Linked DNA regions of Sus scrofa: region 2 is linked to region 1. A link is a contact called in public HiChIP or PLAC-seq data. All regions are on one chromosome and are shown on one strand. Each heading gives the region's core, a stretch centred on a gene start, on an enhancer-like site or on the middle of the called end of the contact. The rest is flanking DNA. Distances are from core to core; before and after follow the strand shown. Region 1 overlaps LOC102158500 (anterior gradient protein 3). Region 2 has its middle 190 kb from the start of AHR.

Region 1 (2,835 bases), core at 160-2,659:
AAGACGGTATAGAGAGTTGCTTTCTTTTTTTGGAAGAGAAAGTAAATATTTAAAAATTATGTTTTATTAATTTCCCATAAATATTAGTTCCTTTATTTTTCATTATAACTATTATTCATATGAGCCCACAAAACCCAGAAACTCAGTAAGGAAGCACTATCAATAGGATAGACTTATGGTAGTGTTTTAGGTATTTTCCAAAAATGTATACTTGTGTAAAGGTGAGATTTCCTTCAAGAAACAGCTCATTTTGAAAATGTATGATTCTTGTAGTTTTAAGTACTAATTCTACTTTCATTTTAAACACTTTTATCTCGGCTTCAGTCATATTTTTCATGGCCAAACAAATTTTTCTGGTGAATTCCATCTGCAGAGAAAGTGAGGTTATAATCAGAAGAGCTCAGTCAGTTGGGAAGTTTGTGGGGCTGAGAGGAAGGTACTCTCTGATGCTGACATTAGGTGTCACTACAGTCAAAGAAAAACAAAGCAAGCAAATGAGCAGTGAAGTGGACCTTGAACCTGGAGAGAGGAAAAGAAAAAATTTAAATTGTTGTACAAAGTATCTGGAGAAGAACCTCCATATCCACATTGCCATGGTGAAAAAGGAACATCTTAATTTGTATTAATATATATGTGGCAACAGTGTCCGTTTTCCTAAACATTGATTAGAAACAACTACTAACTACTTGGCACATCACCCTTTTTCTTCCTCTAACAGATGATAAAACTGATAGATGGCCCCAAGGATTTTTTAAAAATAAGTTTTATTGAAGTATAGTTGATTTACGATGTTGTGATAATTTCTGCGCTACTCTGAGGATTCTTAAAGGGGAATGATCCCGATAGGTTACAAATGAGATTTTCAGACTAGTTCACTGACAGTTTAAGTCTTCTAATGAGGTGAAAGCTTCAACTTTAAATATTTTTAGAGAACTTAAACCAGGTGTTGCAAAAGTCCCTTTGCCTCATAAAAATGTGAAGCACCAAATGATTCAATGAGCTTTAAATTAAACGTTTATTTCATACTTGGAAGGAAGTTGTCATTTTTGTTTCTTCCCTGTTAGTAGCATCTGTGTGTTAAGTGTATGGTTACCAGGTATGCCTACATTTGTTTATCTGAGCAAAATATCTACAAACAATAGGAGAGAATGGCACACATCTCTTGTTTCCTTTTATTACTAGGCCACAGGGTGAACTGAAAAGTCCATCCTCCCAGCAGTATTTGCCTATATGTGTGAATTGGCACACACTGACCCCAGGGAGTTTTAACAATTGATACACCATAGGTACTGACAGATGAAATGAACGCTAGTACTGGCTAGGTGTTTAAGGGGAAAACAAATGTGCTTCATATGTGTGTGGGAGGAGACTTGAGCAATGACGACAGCATCTATTTATCGGCTCAGGGAAGAAGTATTTCTGCAATTTAACAGCGGAAATGGCTGTATCAGTACTTACTGAATATCAGCCTTGTGTGTATATATCTGGGCTTATCAAGGGCCCATAAGAGCTCTAGCTTAGACTTCAAATACTTAGTATCAAAGTTCAGTCTTGTTTCTCTCTTGATAATGGTCCCTGCTGCCAATTTTTGCTTGGGAAATTATACAAATTATTCTTATAGTGAAATTATTGTAATTTTTTCTATATTAGTTCTAGAAATTATATAGTTTTAGCTTTTATGTTTAGGTCTATCATCCATTTTTTTTAGGGGCACACCTGTGGTATATGGAAGTTCCCAGGCTAGGGGTTGAATTGGAGCTGTAACTGCCTAGCCACAGCAACTCTAGATTCCAGCCACGTCTGTGACCTACACCACAGCTCACAGCAACACTGGATCCTTAACTCAATGAGCGAGGCCAGGGATCGAACCTGCATCTTCATAGATACTAGTCAGATTCATTTCAGCTGAGCCATGATGGGAACTCCCTATAATCCATCTTGAAATAATTTTTTGGGTTGTTATAAGGAAAGGGTTGATGTTTCTGTTCTTTTTACGTATGACTATTTAGTTGTTCCATCACCTTTTGTTGAAATGACTGGTCTTTCTCCTTAGAATTACTTTGGCACATTTGTAATAGATTAATTGAACATATAGATGTGGGTCTGTCTAAGGACTCTCTGTTCTGCTCCACTAGTCTACATATTTATCTTTATACCTGTGTAATACTCTCGGTTATAATGGCTGTATGGTAAGTCTTGAAATCAGGCTGTGTAAGTCTTATTTCTATTCAAAGTTGTTTTGGTTATTCGAGAGCCGTTATCAAACACCTTTTTCTGCATCTATTGAGATGACCATATATGTTTTTTTTCTTCTGTTAATATAATAAATGACATTGACTGAATTTCAGATGCTAAGCTAACCTTACATTCCTAGTATGAGTTCCGCTTGGTCATGAAACATTATTGTTTTTATATATTGTTGGATTCAATTTGTTAATATATTTTAAAGAATTTTTGCATCGATATTTACAGCATATATTGGTTAGTAATTTTGTTTTCTTTTTTCTTTTTTTTTTTTTTTTTTGTCTTTTTGCCATTTTCTTGGGCCGCTCTCGCGGCATATGGAAGTTCCCAGGCTAGGGGTCCAATCGGAGCTGTAGCCACCAGCCTACGCCAGAGCCACAGCAACACTGGATCCGAGCCGCATCTGCAACCTACACCACAGCTCACGGCAACGCCGGATCGTTAACCCACTGAGCAAGGGCAGGGACCGAACCCGCAACCTCATGGTTCCTAGTCGGATTCGTTAACCACTGCGCCACAACGGGAACTCCTCCGTAATTTTGTTTTCTTATAATGTCTTTTTTTAGTATTGTCATGGAGTAAAACATAAAA
Region 2 (2,835 bases), core at 129-2,628, 200 kb after region 1:
GGTGATGGTGGATCACTATTTGGTTGTCATACCATATATTGGCAGAATTCAGAGAGAACACTAATCATTCTCACATCAATCATCTGAGTTAATTAGCCATGTTATTGCATTGAATACATTTACCTTCTCAATAACTAAAATATAGGAAACTTGTTCTTTGGCTACAATATTTATTTTGTATATATTTTTTCCTGTGGAAATCTCATAATTTATAAAAATATTTAAAAAATCATTTGATGACTTATCTGTTCTCAAAAAGTATACTACAAATATCATTAAGCAACATTAAGTAGTAATTCTGACATTTTGATACACATTATAGCAATTGGCAACATATGGTACTGGAAACAGCTCTGGGCTAAAATTCAAATGATATGTTTTTTTAATTTACCCATTGTGAACGTTGGATACATGACTTAACCTACATATTTTTATTTTCTCATCTGTTAAATGGATATGTTTAACTAACTTAAGAGGTATATTTTAAGAATCAAAATGACAAATGAGGTATGCATATTGAAAACTTTGTGAAAAAGTATACGGTACATAGATATAGTTGTCCTTCAGAATCTGTAAGCAATTGGTCCCAAGAACAACCCCACTCCCTTCCACCCCAGCTTGCCTACCAACACCTGAGAATGCTCAAGTTTCTTATGTAAAATTATATTTGTGTATAATCTACACATATCCTCCCGTATATTTTAAATCATCTCTAGATTACTTGTAATATCTAATACAAAGTAAATGCTATGTAAATAGTTGCTAGCATATGAAAAATTCGAGTTTTGCTTTTTGGAACTTTCTAGAATTTTTTTTTCTGCTCTGCAGTGGTTGCCTCCATGGACATAGAACACATAGATATGGAGTGCCATTTTAACATGACAGATTGGACTCAATTGATAATTTTAATTATTTAATTTTAACCCTTTTCTGTTTTTGGCCACACTTGGCACATGGAAGTTCCTGGGTTGAGGATTTGACTCTCACCATGTCAGTGACCTGAGCCACAGCAGTGACAATGCTGGATCCTTAACCTGTTGAGCCACCAGGGAACTCTTTTAATGATGTGATGATAAGATGGATTTGGCTGAATAGGATAGGGAAAAAAATAACAGTGGCAGAAAAAATTATTTTCTCTCTCAAAACATTTCAGTGGTAGCAATCTTGGGCTAGTATGGTGGTCCTATGATATCATCACTGGCCCAGACCACTCTCATCACCCTTCTTTCTGTGGTTTCTAGACTTACCACTACATATATGAGTTCTAGCCATGAGAGCTGTCTTTTCTGTAGAATGCAGAGGAGGAAGGTGGAAAGGGCGAAAGAGTTCCCTTCCCAGCTGAGTCAACCTACTGTAAAAGGCACTCTTGGAAGAAACAAACGATGACTTCTGCTTGGCAGCTCTCCCCAGGGAGTCTGAAGAATTTAGTCTCTTAGCTGAGTTCATCAGTAGTTTCCTGTGGTCTACAAAACAAAACATCAAACTTCTGCTTTTATGTTACCAACTAGAAAAAAAATGTTGTGAAAGACATATTAGTATCCCTTCCAACTTACCCTACCCCTGAACCTCCCATGTTCCCATGTCCCACACCATCCCTGGTTTGGGGTAGGGTAGCAATGCTCAGAGAGTGTATCAGGGGTAGGCTGATGCTTAAATATATTTCAAACAGAGATACTTGGAAATAAAGAACCTGTTTTTCAATTTTCATATGGTCACTTTGATAATCTAAAAATATTAAATCCTTCATAATTTTTTTAGCAAATATTTATCGAACACTTACCATGTAGTGAATATGGCATAAAATTTTCCTACTGATTTGGAACTTATTGTGGATAAAATGGCAGACAATAAACAAGTCAAAAAATACTTCAAAATATAAGTGCTATGGAGATAACAAAATAGGTTGAACTAGGAGCAAGTATGCTATGAGTAGGGGAGTAGCATTTAGAAAGTGCAATGAAAGAAGGCTCCTTTAAGGAGGGAGAATTTGGGCTGAGATCAACAAGCAGTTTTGTAGGAAATTATAGTATTCATACTATTAACTAATGCTATTTAGCAATCTTTATAACGCAGTGGATGCAATTGCATGTGATATCTGTTCCTTTCTTCCTGTTTCTTTCCTATCCATAAACCAACTCATAGAACCAAAAAAGGATTTCCACTGGTGGGTCATGTAGGGGAAAAGAATGATGAGAACCAGGTCCACATAGACATTTCCTCCTTTTGTTGATTAGTTCTTGATCTACTAAACTGATTATTGCTTCGTATAATAATATGATATGATCAAACCGTATTAAAATGTCATTGACAACATCCCATGAAAAACTCAAGAATCCACCCACGCAGTAAGGAAGAATGTCAAGTATAATCTTTTTCCTTGTTTTCACTTATGGTAAAATGATGACATTTTGATTTTAAAATTATCTTGTTCTAAATTAGCTATTAATGTAGTTATAATGTTTTCATCAGCAAACATTTGTCTGTATCTTAAAGCTGAATTTTTTTTTTCCTGGTAGGAAGATTTGGGTTGCATTTTAGTCTTGTTAACTATTTTTAATGATGTAAAAAGTTCATTCAACATTTGGCACTTGCTGTATGCCATATACCGTACTAGCACAAAATGAGGCAAAACTAACTTAAGTATCAGGAAAAGGACCAGATTTCTGATATCCATTGCCCACTTCATGAAGTCAGATTTAAGGTGGCAGGGATGCATTTTGCTTAAACCCGCTGACCCAATAGTAAAATGTCCATTTCCACCCAATCTACCTTGATCTATTCATGGCTTCTTTTATAGTGAGGAGAGTCTGGGTGCATTCACTTTAGATAACTATC

What was found. HiChIP or PLAC-seq counts read pairs in DNA pulled down with a chosen protein or histone mark.
Region 2: an H3K27ac HiChIP or PLAC-seq map of alveolar macrophages shows a contact between it and region 1. The contact joins two enhancer-like sites. A contact is called at or near these places in 1 of 47 Hi-C or Micro-C datasets (embryonic fibroblasts) and 1 of 2 datasets of contacts at active chromatin or transcription factors (alveolar macrophages).

What each region holds. Positions count from the first base shown.
Region 1 is chr9:86,123,887-86,126,721 of Sscrofa11.1, forward strand. All of the region lies in intron 1 of LOC102158500 (anterior gradient protein 3), which reads right to left. Among named protein-coding and RNA genes, the nearest start is that of AGR2, 71 kb to the left of the region's middle. Within about 2 kb of position 1,410, at least 4 of the 83 cell types and tissues checked have an H3K27ac peak or open chromatin away from gene starts, as enhancers often do. A contact at or near this core is called in alveolar macrophages, where this site is marked.
Region 2 is chr9:86,320,948-86,323,782 of Sscrofa11.1, forward strand. No RefSeq gene overlaps it. Among named protein-coding and RNA genes, the nearest start is that of AHR, 190 kb to the right of the region's middle. Within about 2 kb of position 1,379, at least 9 of the 83 cell types and tissues checked have an H3K27ac peak or open chromatin away from gene starts, as enhancers often do. A contact at or near this core is called in alveolar macrophages, where this site is marked.